3 separate regions of the Rattus norvegicus genome follow, and all the other regions are linked to region 2. A link is a contact called in public Hi-C data. All regions are on one chromosome and are shown on one strand. The core of a region is the stretch at or near the end of the contact, and the rest is flanking DNA. Distances in the headings are between cores, read along the strand shown. Region 1 holds the start of Sgtb (small glutamine rich tetratricopeptide repeat co-chaperone beta). Region 2 holds the start of Erbin (erbb2 interacting protein). Region 3 overlaps Nln (neurolysin).

The links. Hi-C and Micro-C count contacts between places; a contact is called where the count stands out from the background.
Region 1: a Hi-C map of Schwann cells shows a contact between it and region 2, with 2.9 times the contacts expected there. The contact joins the promoter of Sgtb here to the promoter of Erbin in region 2. A contact is called at or near these places in 3 of 12 Hi-C or Micro-C datasets (Schwann cells, mammary epithelial cells and psoas muscle) and 1 of 1 datasets of contacts at active chromatin or transcription factors (oligodendrocytes).
Region 3: a Hi-C map of liver shows a contact between it and region 2, with 2.2 times the contacts expected there. The contact joins the enhancer-like site here to the promoter of Erbin in region 2. A contact is called at or near these places in 1 of 12 Hi-C or Micro-C datasets (liver) and 1 of 1 datasets of contacts at active chromatin or transcription factors (oligodendrocytes).

The regions. Positions count from the first base shown.
Region 1 is chr2:36,965,132-36,968,416 of GRCr8, forward strand. Sgtb (small glutamine rich tetratricopeptide repeat co-chaperone beta) reads left to right here and starts at 1,850. Exons shown (of 11, transcript NM_181629.3): 1 at 1,850-1,930; 2 at 3,019-3,138. The coding sequence starts at 3,039. Nln (neurolysin) reads right to left here and starts at 1,441. Exons shown (of 13, transcript NM_053970.2): 1 at 1,366-1,441. The coding sequence starts at 1,406.
Region 2 is chr2:36,760,670-36,764,339 of GRCr8, forward strand. It overlaps Erbin (erbb2 interacting protein), which reads right to left and starts at 1,484. Exons shown (of 26, transcript NM_001427815.1): 1 at 716-1,484.
Region 3 is chr2:36,945,102-36,948,849 of GRCr8, forward strand. All of the region lies in intron 1 of Nln (neurolysin), which reads right to left. Among named protein-coding and RNA genes, the nearest start is that of Nln, 20 kb to the right of the region's middle. Within about 2 kb of position 2,175, at least 8 of the 93 cell types and tissues checked have an H3K27ac peak or open chromatin away from gene starts, as enhancers often do. A contact at or near this core is called in liver, where this site is marked.

The sequences.
Region 1 (3,285 bases), core at 600-3,099, 200 kb after region 2:
AAATGTACAGGTATATGTGGTAATCAAGCTATTTTGTATTAATTCACTCCAGCATCCACTGAGAAGATAAATGGAAAAATAGCTTAAATGTACAGGTATATGTGGTAATCAAGCTATTTTGTATTAATTCACTCCAGCATCCACTGAGAAGATAAATGGAAAAATATGCATATAATCTATTTATTACTACTATTCAATGAACATTAATCTCTTATGAACGTTTCAGTTTTAATTACATATGGTTAACTATTGGTAGATATAATCAGCAAGAACAAAATTAATGTTCCTAGGTTTTCAGCAATTTCTTTTAAAGGTAAAGGGGGCTCAGCATTAAAAAGTTAAGATAAGAGAAGCTAGCTGCTTTATAATGGAAATCTATTCTCTCTTCTTGCTTTTCCAGTGAGTGAAAAACAGAACTTCATTTCCAGGGATAGCTTCATTTGACAGCTCTACCACTTCCAGCCTGAGGACCAGAAAACAACAAAGCCTGCTCAAATCATAGTCACAGGCATCAGGTGACCTCTTCAGAATCACTATTGTCCCCTGGGTGCACTAAGGAACACAAAGATCCACGCAGATGAGTGGCAAAGCACAACAGAAAATCACGAAAAGCAGAAATGCTGACGGTTCAAAACAGTGAACTTTCATTTTCAGTGTAAGGCAGATTTGGCAACAGGGGGTGATGGCGGCTTTGTTCCCGAAAACCGGCATATCCGTGCAAAGAATTTAATTCTCTCACCATTTTGCTACTGGTCTGTTACAGAGGGGTGTGGTTAGAGCGCTAAGAAGCAGTTCAAAGCAGCGGCCTAGGATACCCCGAACCGTGTCCAAGCAACAATTCTGGGCCAAGTCAATTTGCCAGGTTAAGAGACCGAATGTTTTAAGGAAGGAGGGAAATAAAAACGAAGTTAGAAAGCAAGGACGGAAATAAGTACCAAAACCACAGCGGTCTCGGGTGTATACTAAACGCTTGGACCGCTAACAAGTGCATGAGGTGCATGCGGAAATGCTTTATTTCTGGAGTCCACAGCTGCGGCACTTTCTATATCAGGTCTGCAGTTCTGAAGGGCGCGTCGGCCTATCCTTCCCTATTTTTTGGGTTGGGTCTCTCAACCACCACTCTCACAGACTGCGGCTGAAGCAATCTCAAACAAAGGGGAAAGGATGGCCTCCTGAGGGAAGGGAAAGGTGGCCCCAGGTTGCAGCACCAGGTGTCCCTACGGAGTCCATCAAGCAGGCAGAGGGAAAGGACAGTCCTAGGGGCATCACGGGTGGGTGTAGTAGGGCTATACCAGGCCCCACGCCATTCGCGGACACACGACCCCACCCTGCCCACGATCAAGATTAACCCGCCCACTGGAGTACCTGTGGAGGCCTCGCAGAGTCGAAAGGCACAGGGTGATCATGGGCACGCCGGGAGGCCGGCAGCAGCTGGCGCGTCGTCCTCCCGCTTGTAGGTGCAGGAGGCAGGCGGTGGTGTCTGCGGGCCCGGAAGCCAGGAGTGGGCCAAGCCGAGGAGACCAGATCTCGAGACGGAGGCCGTCAGTCCTGCCAGCGCCCTCCCACGTGCTTCAGGCCCACGCCTACGCCGTGGCCCCGCCCCTCGCCCCGCCCCGCATCCGGCTCCGTCCCCGGGGCGGCCCCGCCCCGAGTCCCTCGCCCCGCCCCTCACCCTGCCCCGCCTCCACCCCACCCCTCCGTGCCCCGCTCCGCCCCTGGGGCGGATCCAGCAAGCCCTGTGGTCCGAGAGCCTAGCGAGCAGCCGGGTGGGCTGAGGGGGCGGCGGCAGCGTTGGAGCCGGGGAAGTTTGGGAGACGTGGCCCCATCTGCGATCCTGAGCACCCCTCAAGCTCCGAGGACCGCGGGGGCAGGCGGACCCGCTTCCCGACGCCCCCGGGCCCGCAGCCGTCATCTCGTGCTCTCTTAGCTGGTAAGGGGGTTTCTATCTGGAAAGGGTGAGTCTCCCGCAGCCCCAGTTGGAGGCCTGCACCGTGCGCCCCCTGCAAACACGGTCTGGGCTGAGGAAAAGCCGGGGTTCGGCAGTGGGGGAACCATGGGGGTGGGAGGTGGATGTGATTGGAGATGTAGGAGGGGAAGCTTGGAGGAGGTTGGACAGCTCCCCCCTCCATCCCCCATTCTGTTTCCTTCTTTTGCCTCGGGTCCTTCCTTAGTCTCAGTACGTGTAATAACCTCTTTGGCCTAGAGACTGGATTCTCCTTTAAAAGAAGTACAAAGCTAATAAACATCCTAGCGGCGGGTACCACACCCTGGCTGTGAATTAGGGATCCCGGGGAGCAGATTGCTGATACGATTGAGTGGAAATAAGCCATTAATGCCACCTGGCCCTGCGCCACTGTTTGGATGCATAGTATTCCATGTGAATGAACGCGGTCAGGAGCTTCCAGCTTGTCCACGAGAGCACAGCTACTGCAGGCAGGGGCAGATCGGTTTGTACTATCTGTCGGGTTAGGTGGTGATTTCTGAGCGGTGTGCTGACTAAATAGAAACGCCGGTTTTTAACAATAACCCTCAATGGTTGAATAACCTTTCCACAGAGCCTTGTTGTCAGCAAGTAACTCTCAACCTACAAAAGTAGTGGAGTATAAATGATTAATACATTTAAAAAAATCTCTTGGAATAAAGATGCTCATTGTGGCTCACATTCTGAGTCAGCAGTACGAAATCTCCCTCAACTCAGAAGTGAGGCCTTTCAAGGGTGATTCTCCATATGTCTGCACAACTATACTTTTTGTATCTATGTCATATACATTGTTAAGACACGGTGAGCTCTAGGCTTTGCTACCCATGTTCTGAAAATCTGTCTATTTTACTGATGCAAGCTTTAACATAGCTTAGTAGAGCTGGGTTTGGATGAACATGTGGAATACATTATTGTAACAACTTGTGCTTTCTTGAGGCTTTAAAGAGAGTAAAGTCATCAAGGTAATGAATATTTTTGCTTTTATTGCTTTTAGCAAGAGTGGATGACCCTTGATATTTCCTTCTTTTTTAATCAAGGAGGTATTTAGGCATCTAAAATGTCATCTGTGAAGCCCCTAGTTTATGCAGTTATTCGTTTCTTGCGGGAACAAAGCCAGATGGATGCTTACACTTCTGATGAACAAGAAAGTTTGGAAGGTAGGCACCTATTCTTTGTGTTATCGTTGTAAAGAAATATTAAAATGGTTACAGCCCAAAGCTTGTGATTTTAATAACAAAATCAGAATATTTGGTTGAGAGGCTTAACTAGATGTGTTGTTCCCATTTTCTGAGGCTTGTTTTAAC
Region 2 (3,670 bases), core at 234-2,733:
TGTTTTGGTTTGGTAGCCATATCCTTCTCCGTCTCTATCCATACTCTTTACGACATTCTGCTTCCTAGAACGCCAGTTTCAAGAAAAATTTAGCAGCTGCTCGTCCTCAATCAGGTAACCAAACAAGCACTGTAAGCTACGGACTGAAAAGAAGGCATGACTTACTACAAGTAGTTCCTTGGCCGTCCAGAAAAAGCAATCGAGAATGGCAGGCAGGCAGTTTCTTAAGTCCAAAGAAAAAGACGTGCCTTAAAACGACCTCCATGTAGGATTAACGCGAAAACCAAAACAATCCACACCAACATAAACAAATGTGGCAGCCATCTCAGTGAGAGCGAATCAGTCTCTCCCCGCAGCGAGACTTAACTTTCTTCCGAAACAAAAGTTGCCAGACTCAGCAACTTGATATACATTGTATACGTCCCGGAACACTAAAACTTCTGGCCCTTATGCTCAACAAAGGAACTCTTTCTTCCGACGGCTGAAAAACTTTTCGTCCCACCACATTCTTACAACCCCATCTTAAAAAGAAAGGAATCCAGACGGTAGACGGGGCAAGGGGGTAAATCAGTTTTACTATTCAGTTGCTAAAACGACAAGGCATTCCGACCAGGGAGAAAGAAGTCAGACAACTCGGGCAGAGCGAGGTAGACTAAAGTACCGTCGCTTCCGGCCCACGAACTTGGCTGGACGCTTCCCGTAAAAAAAAAATTACCTCTCCGGGTGTCTCAGGGCAGCCGTCCCGAGGCTCGGCTTGACATGGTTTCCTGCCCTTCCTCAGTGGCTCCGGGCCCCGCCGAGGCTCCCGCGAGGACTAGGCGGATGTGGAGCTGCCGCCCGCAGCAGCGCGGCTGCTTCGGTGGGGGCTGGGGTGCGGGCTGGCTTCCTGCTTGCGACTTCTGTCAGGAGTTTCCCAGCCTCGTCTAGGTTCTCCGCCGAAGGAAAAAACTTTTCACTCGTGACACCGCCCGGAATTGCCGTGCGAAACTCACTTCCTGCCTGGGTGAAAAGCAGGATCCAGCTCGGTGCCCGGGAACCCGGAACCCCGGGGCGGCGCGCCGCCGAGGGGGAGGGGACGGCGCCCGCCCCGAGCCGCGGGACCTTGCGCGGCCCACGGGGGCGAGGACGCGGAGCTCCGCTGGCCTGGGCCGCACTAGGCCTCCGCCCCCACAGCCGCGCCGCGCGGGTATTGTCTCGAGTGCGCCGGCCGCACCCTGCGCCCGTCCGGCCCCCGCCGCCCCGAGCCGGAGCCGACCGGCCGCGCAGGCTGGAAGGCGACCGTCGGTCGGGCAGTCCGACCGGCCGGCCCGGTCTCTGCCACTCCCGCTCTAACCCTCCAGTCTCCCCGCCGCAGTCCCTGCGCTCTCCCCGGTTCTCCTTCCCCGCAGCCGCGGTGGCGCGGTCTCCTCAGGAGCTCGCGGGCCCGCGCCAGGGGCCGAGGCTGCGTCGCGCGCCGCCGCGCCACCTTCACTCGAGCGGGAGACGGAGAGGGGAGGCGAGGCGGAGGAGAGAAAGGAGGAGGCGGACCCGGGCCGGACCGGGGTGGAGGGAGTTTCTGCCTCACAGGCCGCGGCGGCAACAGCGCCACCGCCCCGGCGGCTAGGGGGCCGAGGCTGCGCGCGGCGGCGGCGGCGGCGGCGGCGGGGGCGGCGGCGGCGGCGGGGGCGGGGCGGCCTCCCGCGGGGGCGCCCCAACCGCCCACAGCCGGGCGAAGGCCGGCGCGAGCCAGTCAGCGCGCACGGGGTCTACGCGCCCGACGTCGGCGGCGGGGGGCGCGGGCCGGGGGCCGCGGGCTGGCTGGGAGGCGCGCGACGGGAGGCCCGCCCCCCGAGGCCGGGCCCGCCGAGCTCCCCCGTACGACCCCGCGAGGCCTCCGCCGCCCCGGCCGATCGAGTTTCTTTGTACGATCGTAATTGGTGCAAAGAGGTTGTTCAAGTGCAGCCCCGATTTCCAGGCAGCAGGTATCTCTTTCAGCCGCAGCACTCCGACATCCTCTAATGGCACGCTCAGGTTGCAGGAAACCACGGCCGCGGCTCCGTGCAGCTTCTTTCCACGCCGGGCCGGCCTCCGAGCTTGCTGGAAGCGGCGACGCGCCTGGGGCCCCTCCGAGGAGACAAAGCTGGTGCTGGGAAGGGGAGCGGGGCCCGCGAAATTGCCTCAAGACGGTGCCTTTGTTAGAGGAAACATTGGATGCACTCCGAGCGCTGCGCAGCCTTCCAGCCCCTACGCTTTCGGGCGTGCAGTCGTTCAGTCGCGCTGGCCCTGGTAGTTCTGCCTGGCAGGGTTTGCGTTTATTGCAGAGAGAGACTTAAGCATTCTGTCAACACATATGGCTTAGAAAGCTTCAACCATAACATTGCCGTTTTTACAGTTACTGCTTTAAGTATGTTAGCAGACAGAACATCCTTGTTTTACCCGAGGGAATGGAATAGATTCTGGGCAAACCATCGTCCACCCCCACTCTTCTGTATTAACTATGCACAGGGATGGTAATTAGCCTCTGGGTCCTTCAAGCCACTGGTTCAGTACTTCCGTCTGTAGCCCAGAGATAATTATTCATCACCAACTTTGAATAAAAAGCTATATGCCTTACAGATGAGTTTTGGCTTGCATCCAAGGGAATGAGTTCACGAAGTCCACCAAAGAATTATTTACTAAAGTGAGTTCTACGCCAGAGACGAATACTTGGAATAACTCCAAAGATATTCAAGTCATTTTGAATCGAAGTGGAAGCATTTTAGCTACCCCCAAAACTGCTAGTATTAACACGAACATAAGATTCTTAGCACAGAGGACAGTGGTATCAGGCCTCTGAAAACATTTGACAACAGCCCTGGGAATGGCAGATCTAGTAATTTCAATTTGGGAATCTAACTTACACTGACAGGGATCTTAACCAGTGTGTATTTTTAAAAAAAGAACAAAACAATGTATTTGTACAGACCGTTTCATCGGACATGAGAAAGTCTTACACCATCTTCAGAAAATGTCTGGAGTTTGATCAGAGCTCAGTGGCAAGGCTGTGATCAAAGGGTCACTATCCTGAAGTGTCCTGGATGAAGCAACTTCCAATCCAGTGAGAACTCAGTTGACTCCTGGGATTCCAGTACTACTGCATCCTGTAGATTTACACCCTGTTAGATGTGATTCCCTACGTAGCTCAGTAGTAGAATCCATGCCCTGGGTTTGATTCCCAGCACCATGCAAGAAAGGGAGTAGTACAATAGATTGAAATAAACCTAACCCCAGCCTAAATAACATGAAACCCCATCTCTAGGTTAAAACTTGCTCTGGTCCTAGCCTTTTTTTAATGTAAATTCCTGCTGGGGACTACTGTAACTACCACCCAGACTAAAAGTTGCCATAACTCACCTGAAATTCTGTCTGTTGCATTTATTCCCTCGGCTTTATTTCTCTAGAGCAAAGCCATAATCCTAGGAAAAGTAATGTTTTAAACCTTAACAGTAGTCATTTATACCTAATTCATCAGATTGATCCCTAAAGCAGCTTTCAGTGAAAGAGAGAACAGAGATAACATATGTCAATGCTGAGTGAATAGAGGAGAATGAGCCTCAGAACAGTACAGGAGAACAGAGGAATGCAGGCCATAAAATGGTCCCGTTCAGAACGTCTGACTACGCTGTAGAACGATCCCTGAGGGTGATGCACA
Region 3 (3,748 bases), core at 925-3,424, 190 kb after region 2:
CACACCTCCCATTTATAGCCTCTTCTGGTCTCTCCCTGCTCTCCCACTGGATATGCCCTGGAAAGTGGCTTTTCTGGTTCTGTCCATATTCCTTTTTCACTTTTCTTTCTAAAATTAGTTACTGTCATTGTCTAATCCCTTTTCAGTACTGGTGATCAAACCAAGGGCCTGTGTGTGCTGTGGGTTCTGTATCCCTGAGCTACACAGCCCTGGTCCATTTCCTCAGTGCCCCAAACACTTCTCTGTCCCTCTTGTGGCATCTCATCCTTCACTCATCCTGATGCTGAACCTGGTCAGTCAGTCAGTCAGTCAGTCAGTCTCTCTCTCTCTCTCTCTCTCTCTCTCTCTCTCTCTCTCTCTCTCTCCATTTTGCTCCTTCCCCTCTCAGGGCTTCCACACCCACAGACATCTCAATGGCAGCAGGTATAAAGTTTTATCCTCAAGAATGTCTGACTGAGTTTTCAACTGGCCATACAGACTGAAGTGTACCATTAACTTCCGTATTTGTTAAGAGACAGACACTGTGTTATAGGTTTACAAGCAACTTCTTATTTAATTTTCCCAACAAGCTAAATGGTGGGTATTTACCAACTCCATTTTGCAGGACAGAAATTAAGAGCCTCACCCCTGACTCTGCTCTACGAATGCTGCAACCACAGCCCACAGAAGGGAAATGTCAAACTCCTCACTAGGGCACCGTCCTGCTTTTAAGTAGGGAGAGAATAGTAAGCTAAAGGGCAGAAATATACACTAGTTGTCTGATGTGTCACCTCTGCCCTTCCCAAAGGACTGCAGCCAGGACTGAGGAGGAGAGTCCCACTTTAGCCTCCATCCAGCCAGGAAGAGCAGGCTGTCTTGGCCTGAGCGGCTTTCGGTTAAGGGTAAACCGACTCCAGCGGGGGCCCCGGACAGCTGCCCTTTGCAAGCTTCTGTCCATGTTCTTAGAAATCAATAAACTACCAGTAAGAATGAGCTCCCATGATGCAGCAACTCTTGCTCAAACTACCAAAGGAGACAGACAGACAGACATTTACTTTTCACATAGGACTCAACAGAGGTCCTCTAAGAGATAGTTTCAGAAAGCTCATGGTGGGGATGCACATCAGGGCATTGGTTGGACATTTCAGATATACAGTGGGTTGTGATGATGGACAGGCTGGGTTCTACTAAAGCTGGGACTGGAGAATGGCTCTGTGGTTGAGAGTGGCTACTGCTCTTATGGAGATCTAGGTCTAGACCTCAGCACCCAAATGTGGCACACAATTGTAACTCCAGTTCCAGGGGTGCCAATCCCCTGGCTCCCTCCGATCTCCTTACTGCATGTGCTGCACATGTACATACGCAGACACACACAAGAACGCATAAAATAAAGTCAGTGTTTTTAACAACATTAAAAGGTGGTAGCTGCTAACTCTGGAAAGAAATTAAAGTTCGTCTCTCTTGCTCTACGGACAGAACCCCAGAGTTCGGTTTTCTCTTTTTACATCTCTTGTATAAAATAACACTTTTATCATCATTTGCTGTGGGTAAACAGCTAACAGGATCGACCTATAGTATCCCAGTTTCATTCTGAACAGCATTTACAGAGGACCTTCTAAGTCTGCAAACGCTACTCACATTGGCTGCTTCTAACGGACAATTCTGTGACCGTTTAGGATCTGTATGCTAGCTGCTTATTTGACCTATGTATTTGGTAATGATATTTTTCAAAATAAAACATCCCTTTCTTAAAAAATTTTTTTCCTAGGGGAAAAGCCCTCATTTTAAAATTAAACCCCCTATGGAGTATCTGGCACAGTACCTACTATTAGGTAAATTCCCACCTGTGTGAATACCAAAGTGTCACTAGCACCCAGGAAGGCACGCTCTCCTGGAGATACATGAGCAAGGCTGTCTGATCTGCTGCTGCTACCCGGCTCAGGGGAGAAACATGTTTTCTTTCTAATTCTACCACAGGGTATAGCATGCGCTTTGCAGTGACGGAGTAAACCAACACCGACAAGAGACAACGACCTTCATGTATCCATCTCAGAGTGTAATGGAGCCACAGACAAATGGCTGGAGAGCAGGAATGGAGTGGCAGACTCCATCAGAACAGTGCCAGGAGGAGTGGGGCACACAGAAGAGCAGGGCAGTGCAGGCAGGGCACCGCCATTCCCCGGCTCCTGCTTCCACCTGCTGGCATAGAAGAGGAACTGTTTGGAGCTGGTAAAAGCGGCTGGCAGGCAGCACTAGGGAAAAAACCATGAAAACATTGAGTTTCAAAGTTCTCTTATCAAGGTAACATAGCAAAGGTCACAACCCTGATGCCGGCATTCATTCTGAGACGCCTGATAAACCCAAAGGCACCGTCACATTTCTGTTAGTCTGTCAGTGATGGGGAGACACTGTCTGGATCTACGGCCCAGGAATCCTCCAGCCCCAGAGTACTGTGGTTACAGGTGTGCGACCTCATGCCCAGCCGCATCATCTTCTGTCATTGAGCATTATTGTTATAACAAGTGTATATCACATTCTCTGACTAGAATGGATACTGTAACTTTAAGAGTTGGAGCTTGGTCTCTTTTGCTCCTCTGAAGTGTCAGGGAGTGAATGAGGCCTGTGTGTACTAGGCAAGCTCTCCACTCGGAGCTGTACCTCTAGCCAGTCTTGATCTTCCCCCAACTCCATCGCTCCCTTGGTCTTTGATAGTAAAAGTGCTGTGAAAACACTTTCCCCTGCTGCAGCAGAGCGTGCACGTCCTCTTTAGGAAGGACTTACAAGTAGAGCGCAGCACACAAACGTTCCCGCAGAAATGGACAAGGGTGGGTTTCAACCCTTTAAAAGTTGATTTTGATTTTTTTTTCTTTTCTTTTTTTCGGAGCTGGGGACCGAACCCAGGGCCTTGCGCTTCCTAGGCAAGCGCTCTACCACTGAGCTAAATCCCCAACCCCGATTTTGATTTTTTTAATAGGTGATAGTTTATTAATAATATTAGTTTGGATTTGTAATTTAATAGAAAAGTTTGTTTTCAAACTTTATTATAAATAATTAAGAGATTCTTTGAAATTATCTTTTCTAAAAACCATGAGAATAAAAAAAATGTTAGAAACTACTTATGGTCATATAAAAAAGACTATGAAATGCAAGAAAATATGTGAGACAGTTGTTGATTGAAAAAGAGAACTTCCATATTAGTTCATATTTTAAAATTATAATAAATTAAAGAGAAAAACTCAGGTTCTAAGAAATAAGTAACAAGATAATTGCCTGATTTTCTCTTATTTTGTCTATGATACAGTCTTGATCACAGGCTCTAGACATTTAATATAAACAAACATGAAAAGATTTCTATCTTATGTTCAGTAAGTGGCCCACGAGAAGGTGGCCTGGACCACAGAGCACCAGAGCAAGCAGTTTTTCTAGTAAAAAGTGTCTTAATAATTTATCAGGCAAGGCCTGGCCACAGGGACATGCAGCCTACTTCAGGAAAGCCATTCCACATAAATGAATTGGTACTGGCACATCTAACTGTCATGTGGTGGGGTACACGTCTCAGACTTGGAATGCTTAGTAACTCCTCAGGAGACTAGTTCTCCTCTCCTGTGCATTCCTTACTCTTGGATGCTGTTTGGAATATGTCCTCTGTGCACGAGCGTTTGACTGATGAATGGTGATGAATATGGATTCAATTGCTGTAAGTGTTTGTTTTCACATGTGACAATGGCACTGTGGTTATGTGGTTTTGAAAAATGATTTTCTTTCTTAG